Linked DNA regions of Sus scrofa: region 2 is linked to region 1. A link is a contact called in public HiChIP or PLAC-seq data. All regions are on one chromosome and are shown on one strand. Each heading gives the region's core, a stretch centred on a gene start, on an enhancer-like site or on the middle of the called end of the contact. The rest is flanking DNA. Distances are from core to core; before and after follow the strand shown. Region 1 holds the start of PAFAH1B1 (platelet activating factor acetylhydrolase 1b regulatory subunit 1). Region 2 holds the start of METTL16 (methyltransferase-like protein 16).

What was found. HiChIP or PLAC-seq counts read pairs in DNA pulled down with a chosen protein or histone mark.
Region 2: a contact with region 1 is called in an H3K27ac HiChIP or PLAC-seq map of alveolar macrophages. The contact joins the promoter of METTL16 here to the promoter of PAFAH1B1 in region 1. A contact is called at or near these places in 1 of 5 promoter capture datasets (liver), 3 of 47 Hi-C or Micro-C datasets (fetal skeletal muscle, heart right ventricle and mesenchymal stem cells) and 2 of 2 datasets of contacts at active chromatin or transcription factors (alveolar macrophages and skeletal muscle).

Annotation. Positions count from the first base shown.
Region 1 is chr12:48,643,410-48,648,693 of Sscrofa11.1, reverse strand. PAFAH1B1 (platelet activating factor acetylhydrolase 1b regulatory subunit 1) reads right to left here and starts at 2,885. Exons shown (of 11, transcript NM_214250.1): 1 at 2,567-2,885.
Region 2 is chr12:48,564,263-48,570,241 of Sscrofa11.1, reverse strand. METTL16 (methyltransferase-like protein 16) reads left to right here and starts at 2,993. Exons shown (of 12, transcript XM_021067620.1): 1 at 2,993-3,137. It also overlaps a transcript of PAFAH1B1 not described here.

The sequences.
Region 1 (5,284 bases), core at 1,636-4,135:
TCATCAAAATCATATTTACTACATGAATCTGACATTCTCCTGAGAATGCCTGATACAAGAGCTTAAAATGATCTACTCTCTCTTATGGTAGTATCTTAGTAAAAGGTCTCTTCCAAGGGACAACACAAGAGAACGGGTCTATATAAAGAGCATTTAACACAAATTATTTTATCCTTTCTTGCTCATTTTGATGTTCATTATTTAAAAATCACAAATTTAATGTTTTAATGCAAACTAACATTAAAAGAAAACATCCGTAATATTATCAGGTTTCTGGAATATTTCTACTCCTGTTTCTTGCCAAATATTTCTGGCATTCATTAATTTACAATTATTTGACTAAAACAATAAAAAATATTAAGAAGGGTGTGTATGTATATATACATCTCTATATAAAGACAATAAGTATCTGCTTCAGAGCAGGGACATTTGCTTTTTACCCCAATCTTTCAATACCCACCTTGCAAAAAAGGTGGAAACTAAAAACATGACATTTCTAAGATTTACCACAGAGAAATGCCTTTGTTGTAGCACCAATTAGCATCAAATAACCTTACAAAACATAAGCAAGAGAAAAATGCTATCAAAGGGCAATCTAGCATTTCACAGCTTCAGCTCTCTTACTCCACCCAGTCTCCCTGGCTCAATGGCTGTTCACAGCATCTACAAATATTAGCCCATTTTAAAAAAAAAAGGAGGTGGGGGAGAGGCACTGAAATTGGGCTAGTTCCATCAAAATCAATATACACAGAAATAATTTGTGAAAAACTGGGTTCCAGTTTCTGATTTATAAAAACAACAGCTACAAATTTGTTTAGGAGATCCTCTTCTTGTGAACAATCCAAACAATGATCATTTATAATAGAACATGAAAGAAAAAAATCACCCTAAATACAGATTACTCTTCTGCTTTAATAAAAACTGCAATTTGCAACTGCCAATTATTTTGCAAAACTGTGTCCTGAAAGATACCCATGAGAGATTAAGCTAGCTAATGCCTTAAACCCAATCAAAAAATTTTAAGTAAAAGCTTTTAATATATCCAATATTATATCACTACCGACATACCCAACCAGGAAATTTTCCTGATTAAAAGACTGGAGCTGCAGCAATCAAGCCCTGCTGCAGCAAAAAAGAAGAGAGAAAAAAAATTTTTCAAGCAAATACTACTGTGGCTGAAGCGGAGGGATGACATTACCGGTATGGAAGGCCCAAGCACTGTCTCCTCCGCCCTAGCCTCAAAATGAAATTCACACAAAACAACCCACCTCCCAACAAAAATAGAATTACCAAAAATAGCACAATTTTTTTTGTTTAGCCTTTAAAACGTTACGAACCTCAAAGATTGTGTGTTAAAGTAGAGGTCAGAATAACAGTAATATCTTTATTCTCTTCCGATTGCCTCTTTAGCAAAGTGGGGGGGTGGGGGAAAACCTTGGCATGACATCGCCCATTGAGAATCACAAATCTGGTTCTTCGCTTCCAAAGCACAATTTTGTAACCAAAGGATTGATATAAATTGGACCCAAACCTCAAGCCCAAAAGAAAAATCTCCTGCTCTCCTCCCAAGGAGTTTCTTGCTAAGTCACCAAAGAAAAGCAGAATAACATAAAACCAAGGCACCTTGCTCTCCCTTATCTCAGATACTGAAAAACCTCCTCTTCCTCTCCACTCTTCTGTTTAGAGTGGTAGAGTTAAAATTTGCCCTGGTACCTCCTCAAAGGCATATTCTCACCTGCGAGGCTAAGGAAGGCACTGCGCTTCCTATATGAGTGGAGAGATTAGATTAGATGAAGGAGAATGGCTGAGGGCCTCGAAGCTCAGGGTTACAACGTCAAAAGGCAACTCCCGTTTAAGGAGCCGGTGGCAGAACAGAAAATCCTGCCGGATTTGGTGGGTGGATGCTGCAGATGGTTCGGTGGGTCGGGCCGCTCCTCCTTAATGGGTGCGGAGGCTCGACCACCGCACAGGGGGGCCAGGGATGGGCTGGGCCATCATTCTCGGGTCAACCCCATCCTAAGGACAGGTGGGGGACAGAACGCCTCAAGGCCTGTGGGTGCCGAGGCGGCTCCGAGCGGAGCCCGGTTCCTTAGCGCCAACCGCGGGTGGGGTGGGGACTGCGGAGCTCGCCTTCCGCGCCGGTGGAGAGAAGGGCCGAATCCTTTCCCCAAGATCATAGAGCGACCTGCTCTCCACGCCCTTTCTACCCAAGAATACTTTTCTTGCTAAGTCACCGAGGGAGGAGGGCGATCCCTTTCCCGGAGGGCCACGGGTGGAGCCGCGGAGGCCCTGGCACCCCCGGAACCCGGGCCAGGGAGGAGGGGAGCGAGGGCAGCGCCCTCCCGGGCCTGTCCCCCCTCCTCCCGAGTCTCTCACTCAACGGCCGTCGCGGCCGCCATTTTGAGAGCGAGGAGAGAAGAAGAAGGAGGAGGCGGCGGCAGGGGGAGGGGAGAATGGGAGGGAGGGGACCGGCGCAGCCACATCGTCAGGCCGCCGGGCTCGGCCCGCAGCTGCCCGAGCGCGGTGGGAAAAACAGAGGGAAGGGCGCAGACTCTCGCTGCCTTACCGGAGCGCTGCACCGCCGCCTCCGCAGGGCCTCTTCCGTCCTTCACTCCCATCCACCGGCGGGGGAGGGGGAGAGGGAGAGGGAAGGGAGGAAGGAGGGAGGGAGGGAAGGAGGGAGGGGGAGGATGGCGCGCTGGGCCCGGTCCCGGGGAGGGGGAGGGGAGGGGAGCGGGCGGGCTCCTCAGCCGTTCCGGGGCTCGAGCCCAAGCCCGGCGCTCGCGGTTTCTCTCGCTCGCGCCCGAGCGCTCCCCTCCTTCTCCTTCTCGCTCCCTAGACCCCGGAGTCGCTGCTCGTTCGCTCGCTCACTCGCTATCTCTGCCGCCGGACTCCGCCGCCGCCCCGCCGCTCCAGCTCCGTCTGTCACAGGAGCTGCCCCAACGCCCTGACGTCACCGCGCCGCCGCTGCCGCTGCCGCCGCCGCCGCCGCCCCAGACCCGCGGGGAAGAGGGAGGGGAGGGGGCCGGGAGCGGAGGAGGGGCTGCGGCGCATGCGCCAGTCTGGGCCGGGCCCTGAGCCTCGCTGCCTTCCGCTTAGCGGGAGGGCTGCCGGTGTGGCTTGGAAGTACCGAGGGGATCGGCGGAAGAGTTTGCGCACTAGGTGCTTCTTCTCGCGCTGCACACGCCTCTTTAACCAGGGAAAAGGTTCTCGGTCCCCTTTTCCTAGACCGTTGTTTGACTGTTCTGGCCCCTCACGAACTCCGGCTCTCTTCACCTCCCCGCCCTGCTCCTGCCCGCGAACTGCGCTCTCCCCACTTCCCCCGGCCAACAGCAGAGACCAGCTGGCGCCCTTGGATTCCGGGCCCGGATAGGCTTCAGAAAGCGAAGCCCCGGCCAGGCTGTCGCCCCTTCTACCTCCGGTCTTCCGTGGGGGCCGGGAAGCAGAGGAGAGTAGGTTGAGTTGGCTTGGGGAGAAGAGCTGTTGAGGTTAAAAGGCTGATGGAATGCCTTGTTGCCTTCATTTTTATTATAGATTTTTAATTGGGAAGATTCGCTTTTAGATGTGATTCAGCTATTGTTTTCCTGAGTCACATACGCAGGCACACAGTTCTGCGACTCTGGAAGTCTCAAAACTGATGCCCAAAGAAAGACCTGGAACTTTATTCCTACAAGGCGTGTGTGTGTGTGTGTGTGTGTTTGCTAATTTACGGGTTGAAATACTGATGACAAGTCTTGGGGATTTATAGTCAGTGTATTCCATATAGAGACATTCCGTTTAAAAGAAGCAGATTTGAGGTTCTGAATCATTCAATATGGAATATTCTTTCAGTTAAGAGTTATCTAGTGTGATTATCTTGTCATTAATCTGTGCTGTCCAAGGAAACTTACCTGAAACACAGGTTTAGGCTTGTGTTTATTGATTTTATTGCTTTCCTTTATGTAGGTAAACGCATACACTGCATTTGAGATGAACTTGGTTAATGAGAGAGATAACTTGGGTATGTGTATCCCGAATCAGCCTCTTAGAGGAAATGTGACCTTGGCTAAATGCCTCTTTCTGGCCTCAGTTTCTCTATAAAATAGACCTAATAAATAACTTGTAAGGTTTTTGTGAGAATTAGCGAGGCTATGCTGCGTGTGTACAATATATGTCCTTAGTGGAGAGTCACCCAATTCATTTAACCACTACTGTTGCTTGATGCTAAAACAAGTTTTCTTTTATCAAGAAAGGTTGTTAAGTCTCTAATCCTGGAGTTGTTCAAGAAGAATATGAATGAACTGCCTGGAGGGTTTGGGTTCTCGCCTTCTTGAAAGCAGGAAAGTAAATCAAATGATCTCTGGAATGTCTTTTGCAGGTTTACAGTTTGGGGATTCTCTGGCTGGATAAGGACCAAAAAATGCACTGAAGTTTGGTCTGTGCCATGTCCAGTAACAGTCAATAAACTTGGAAATAAATTAATATCCCTTGTTCTAAGAATCCACTTTTGGTTTGTTTTTATCTGTGAAAGTATTATTGCCTCACATCGTACTATTAACATTTAATCATCTGAGTATATCAGTTCTTTATTTCTTCATTTTTTTTTGTCTTTCTGCTTTTTTTTTTTTTTAGGGTCCCACTAACGGCATATGGAGGTCCCCAGGCTAGGGGTCTAATCAGAGCTATACCTGCCAGCTTACACCATGGCCACAGCAATGTGGGATCTGAGCCACGTCTGCGACATCCACCACAGCTCACGGCAACACAGGATCCTTAATCCACTGAGGGAGGCCAGGGATCGAACTTGCAACCTCATGGTTCTTGGATTCATTTCCGCTGTGCCACAATGGGAACTCTAGTTCTTTATTTCTTAAATGAATGTTCTAAAAGTCTACAAAGTTGTCCAGAAATCAGAATCATATTGATAAACACCAATTTAATACAAATAGGTAACTCTAACCTGCATAAACCTTGAGCTCATACATGCAGGTGTTCAGAATACTTTAAAATCTGTATTATTTAATTATAAATTAAATTTGAGATCAGGCTGTATCTCAATAAGAGTCCTTCAAAAAACAATAGACTCCCTTGGGAAGAATGTGTAAAAATTTTCTCCCTGGATTATAACTTTTCTTTAAAAGTTTGAAGTCTTTTAAAAGTTATAATCCAGGGAGTTGTGTTATGTGCCTTGATATGGGGCCATGTGTTCTGGTTCTGTGCACTTTCTTTTCAGTTGCTAAAATGATATATCTGTCTTCATAAAGTCTTGTCTCTTTGAGAATGGAGAAGTGGGACATCTGTACTA
Region 2 (5,979 bases), core at 1,744-4,243, 79 kb after region 1:
GTATTTATCATTATACCACAGTTTTAGGAGGAGGCCAACATATGTCCATGCAGGGAGAAATTAGTTTTAAAAATTTGTGGCACATCTATGCAATGGAATACTATGCACTCATTACAAAGGATAGTACACAACTATATTAACTGAAGTAGGAGAACCTCCAAGATTATATATCATATATCTATATATAATATAGTATATAAAATACGATTACTATAAAAATTATTTAGTTATATATCCTCATGAATATATAGATGTCTAGAAATAAGGTTACCAAAACTTGATGATGATTGACTCTAGAGGGGTGAGAGTTTTTTTTTTTTTTTTTTTGTCTTTTTTTTTTTGGTATTTCTTTGGGCCGCTCCCGCAGCATATGGAGGTTCCCAGGCTAGGGGTCGAATCGGAGCTGTAGCCACTGGCCTACGCCAGAGCCACAGCAACGCGGGATCCGAGCCGCGTCTGCAACCTACACCACAGCTCACGGCAACGCCGGATCGTTAACCCACTGAGCAAGGGCAGGGACCGAACCCGCAACCTCATGGTTCCTAGTCGGATTCGTTAACCACTGCGCCACGACGGGAACTCCCAGGGGTGAGAGTTTAGATAATTTTTGCTTTTTTTTTCATACTTTCTTATATTATTTCAATTTCTTACAAATTTTCTATAATGCAGTAATTTTATTTTTTGAAATAATTTTCTAAAAATGGAAACTGACCAGAGAAGTCATGAGGAATAATAATAATAATAATAACTTGCTATGTGCCAGCAACTATGCCAAGTGTTTTATATCCATTATGCAATTTACTTCTCACAACAATTCTATGAGATTTCTATCCTATTTTGCAATATTGAGCAAACCAAGGCTTGAATAGTTTAAGTAAACTGCCCATAATCAAAGGGTTAGTAAGTAGTAGCAGCAGGATTAAAGCCTAAATTCCCTGGCTACAGAACTACAGTCTTTCTGTTTGACCCAGAGGAGTTGGGAGCTCAGTTTTGACCTAATAGAGAAATTTACGAGCAACTTACATACAATCCACTTTCAACCCTACTAGCCATAACTCCAAGCCCGTTTGGTCTTTTTCATCTCTCCAGAAGGAAGCCCTAAATACTATAAAAAGTCATTACTAATTAAAGCATAAAACTCTGGAGTTCCCATCGTGGTGCAGCAGAAACGAATCCAACTATGAACCATGAGGTTGCGGGTTCAATCCTTGGCCTCACTCAGAGGGTTAAGGATCCAGCCACGAGCTGTGGTATAGGTCGCAGATGTGGCTCGGATCCCAAGTTGCTGTGGTGTTGGCGTAGGCTGGCAGCTGTAGCTCGGATTGGACCCTGGGAACCTCCATATGCTATGAGTATGGTCCTAAAAAGCAAAAATAAAATACAACATAAAACTTTCTCTAACATCTGTTACATTGCTGCTCTAGTGAACCATGCTTTCTGGAAGGTACCCTGGCATAGTTCCTTACTCATGAATCTAGGCTGGCCCTTTGACTTGCTTTAACTAACAGAATAGGATGAAAGCAACAGCCCTGAGGCAAAGCCTTAAGAAGTTCTAGCAAAAAAAAAAAAAAAGGAGTTCCCGTCGTGGCGCAGTGGTTAACGAATCCGACTAGGAACCATGAGGTTGCAGGTTCAATCCCTGACCTTGCTCAGTGGGTTAACGATCCGGTGTTGCCGTGAGCTGTGGAGTAGGTCGCAGACGCGGCTCAGATCCCGAGTTGTTGTGGCTGTGGTGTAGGCTGGCAGCTACAGCTCCGATTCGACCCCTAGCCTGGGAACCTCCATCTGCCGTGGGAGCGGCCCAAGAAATGGCAAAAAGACAAAAAAAAAAAAAAAAAAGAAGAAGTTCTAGCAGCTTCCAAGTTTGCCTTTTGGGGAGTCCTGAGCCAACATGTAAGAAATCTGGTTACTCTGCTGGAGAGATTATGTAGAAAGGTCACATGGAAAGAGAGAATTTGAGACTACAGGAAGAGAGGCCCATTCATTCCCACCAAACCAGCCCATCTCTGATGCTACCACCTACGGCAAGGCCAGAAGAAAAATGGCCAAGCTAATTACAGCCCAGACTTCACAGTGAGCAAATAATATGGTGGTTGTTTTAACCTACACATTTGGGAGTGGGGGGGAGGTTGCTACAGAACAGACAATTAAAACCCTTCCTCACTTCTCTTCGGGTGACAATGGGCACACTCAGTTCTTCCTAAAGCTGAATTTTCTAGCCCTAACCTCTCAATTGTATGGCAATGTTTGCCTGATGCTTTCACATTAATTACTAGGATCTAGGCAAGCTTTTTATTGGAAAGAAGTAGTAGGTAGGGGTTCAGAGATTCAGACTTTAGCCCTTGTTTTGTTACTAGCTGTATGCCTTGTGAAAGTCATTTACCTTTTTATCTCAATTGTAAATTGGGGAGGTAATGCTCACTCTACTTAGCAGAACGTAAAAACTAGTATAAACGCGTTGAAAAGAAAAACAAAAGCATTTAACAGAGCTTCCAGCTCAAGAGGTAGGCGAGGAATACAAAGATCGTGGATTTGATGTCATCTGAATATAGGATCTTGAACAAATAACTTCATTTTTCTGCTCCCCGGTTCTTCCTCTGTAAATAAGATTATCCTATCTCACAGGTTTATCTGTGATGATTGAACAAGACATCGCCCAAGGAGAGAGACCTGTTGCAGAACAAACGGTAATTGCCCCCGTCTAGACCAAAAGCACCCTCTCACCCCCGCGCAGCCATCCTTACATTCCCTGCCCAACCCCAGAGAAGTGATTTAGTAAGTCTGGCGTGGGGCCTAGAAGGCTCATATATTTTTTAAATCTTTTTTAGAAAACAAGGTCCCTAGATATTTAAGCTCAGGTGTCCTTACCCGAAGGACTCCGCTCGATGCCACGCCCCCTTCTTCTGATATACTGAGCCACCAACTCTCGCGACAGTTTCTTCTTTCTTCAGCATCTGCTACAGGTCGCGCGAGAATGGCTCATCCAATCATGAAGCTGGATGGAGGCCCAAGATGGCGGCGCGCTGGGAGCGTAACATCTGCGTTTCTAGGATCTTCGTGCTGCGCGTGGCTTAAGAGTCTGGGTTTGTAGAGGCCCACACCAAACTAGTCGTCTGGCAGGAGCTTTGACATCAGAGGTGAGTGACTTAATGTGCCTCGCGCGGGTTGCGAATTCATTTAGCCTGTGGATCACCCACGTTTCTCATTCTCGGATTCTGGGCCTATGAGGTCCTGTTTCGGGGGTCCAGGGAGAGACGGGATGGTTTGTGTGTGTGCGTGCACACGTGGGTGTGTGTGGTGGGGTAGGTGTGTGGTGGGGTGGATGGGAGGAGTTGGCAAATAGAATGGCGACTAGCTTTCAAGTAGAAAAGACCCCCTTCGTCTGAGGAGGTTTAGAGAGATTCGAAACTGAGGCGGGAAGGCAGTCTGGGTAAAATGAAGGCGTGGAAGGAGTGGAAGAGTTGGAGAACTGACAGGGGCGGAACTAATGGGAAAAGTCGGATTTATGAGGGAAAGGAGACGAGAGAAAAAGGAGATTAGGATTCATGTGGTAGGGATCTTTGCATAAGGTCTTCCAAGTTTTGAAAGCGGAATTTAGATTCTTTTACAGGGTTATGTAGTAAAACAAGTGGTAGTTGAAGAGGATTGTTAAGGGTTAGGAGAAACCAAGGAAACAACTTTGGAGATGGGAAAGATGAAAGAAAGTCGAAGCGCTAGCTTCAATGAAGTTCTACTAAGTTTGACTTTCCGGACTGACACGGGTAACCCAAAAGAAAAAGCTCAGCCCTAGGGCTGAGTCTTTTGGAAACTCAAGATGGGGACTGCTTATCAAAAATGAGAGTGCTGTTTCAGTGGTTTCAGTGACCTGAACGGTGTAAAGAGTTCTTCGTGCTTCCAGTCAGCACTTATTGTGTGCCTGCTCTCCAGGCCCTACTTTAGGGACATTGCAGTGAATAAGATAAACAAAATATTTTCCCTCATGAAGTTTACTGGCAGGGCAGATAAAATAAGTAAAACGTAAGGAATGTCAAATGGGTAAGTTCTGTATATAGAAGACTGAAGCTACTGAGACAAAGAATGAGTTCACTTGTTGCTCATTTAAATGGAGGTACTCAGGAAAGGTGTCAGTGAAAAGGTGACATTTGATCAAAGACAAAGTGAGGGTACCTTGTATGATTGTATTTCTGGAGAAAGCAGTCCATGCAGACCAAACAGCAAATGCAAAAGCCCTGAGGTGGGAGTGTGCCAGACTTGATAGAGAAACAAGGAGGCCACTGTGGCTACAGCAGAATGAACCAGGAAGAGTAGATTAAGTTAGAAGTGGGGAATGACCGTGCTGATGCCAGGTAAGAGCCGACACTCACCTAAACTCTGAGGAATGGGATAGATTTAGCTAAAACCCATTGCCTGTATTGGGAGCTAGTTAGCAAAGAAGTAACTTTATTGACTTATTCTGTTTCTCTTCTGACCAGAAGGGTTGAGTAATAAAGGAAATGAATCTCTCCTAACTGTAATTTGGCCACGTGTTCAGAGTGTATGTATGTGGGACAGTGAACAGAGAGGAGAAAGTGGCAATGAATGAGGTCGGAGGAATAGATTCTCTGTGCCTTGTTAATTATTTTGGAATTTATCAGCCTGAAGGGATTTACCAAGGGATGTTCAGATTTGCATTGGATTGGGGTTGGGGGGGCGGGGGTTGTTGCCTAGATGAAGTGAATTACTGGGGCAAGAATGGTTACAGAGACATCAGTTAGAGGCACTTATAGTCATCCAAGAAAAAGATGATGATTATCCCTGGTCTAGAGACATGGAGTTGTGAAGGGTGACAAATGAATAGGGTCAAGAAATAGTTGGAAGGTTGAGAATATTCAGGACATGGTGTGTTTGGAATGGGGAGGTAGGTAGTTGGAAGGTAGAGAATATTCAGGACATGGTGTGTTTGGAATGGTTTTTATTTTTGCTGTAAATGCTTGTGTGTCACTAGGAAGATAGTGATGTCATTCAGCAAAATAAGGATTAGAAGAGGACAAGTTTGGGGTGGGTAGAAATTATTTAATTTTGGACATGTGGGCATGCTTTGGAACATCTGGGATGATGACAATGAAGACATTTCTTTTTTGAAAATGATTGTTAAATTTCCACTGTAGAACACTGTCAAAAACCTTCTGAAACAGAATGAAATAGAACTGAAATAGAGTGTTAGCAGATCTATTACTATGTAAAGTAACATCTCTAACAAGGCCTGCAAAGGAAAGATGCTTACCGCTTAGAGACTTGATAATAGAGGATATGGCTGAAGTGGAGAGATAAGGGAAGGAAAGACCTTCCTGAAGAGATGCTTGAAGTGAAGTAGTAAAGATGAGTAGAAATTGCATCAAGTGAAGAGGGGGAGGAAAGAACAATATAGGCAAAAGGAATAAAGACCTTTCCTGTGTACAGACCCTATTGCCAGAGAGGAGGGGAAAGAAGGCAAGGGGTGTGACTTAAACAGGTAAGGCCACACCAGGCTGAGTCTTAAATGTATGCTGAAGAAATATATATATATATATTTTTCCTCTCTTATGAGTAAAGTTTTGAGCAAGTGAGCATGGGAGGAGGACACAGTTCTGTGTTTAGAAATGACCCCTGAGGAGTTCCCTTTGTGGCTCAGTGGTAATGAACCTGACTGTTATCCATGAGGATGAGGGTTCAATCCCTGGCCCTGCTTAGTGGGTTAACGACCTGTCATTGCCGTGAGCTGTGGTGTAGGTCACAGACATGGCTTGGATCTGGTGTTACTGTGGCTGTGGTTTAGGTTGGCAGCTGCAGCTCTGATTTGAACTTCCATATACCCAGAATGTGGCCCTAAAAAGCAAAGAAAGAAAAAGAGAGAGAAGGAAGGATGGAGAGAAAGAAAGAAAGAAGAAAAGAAATGACCTCAGCAAGTTGGAAAAAGGAATGGAGAGAATACCTGTGGATTCAGGGAGACCAATTAAGAGA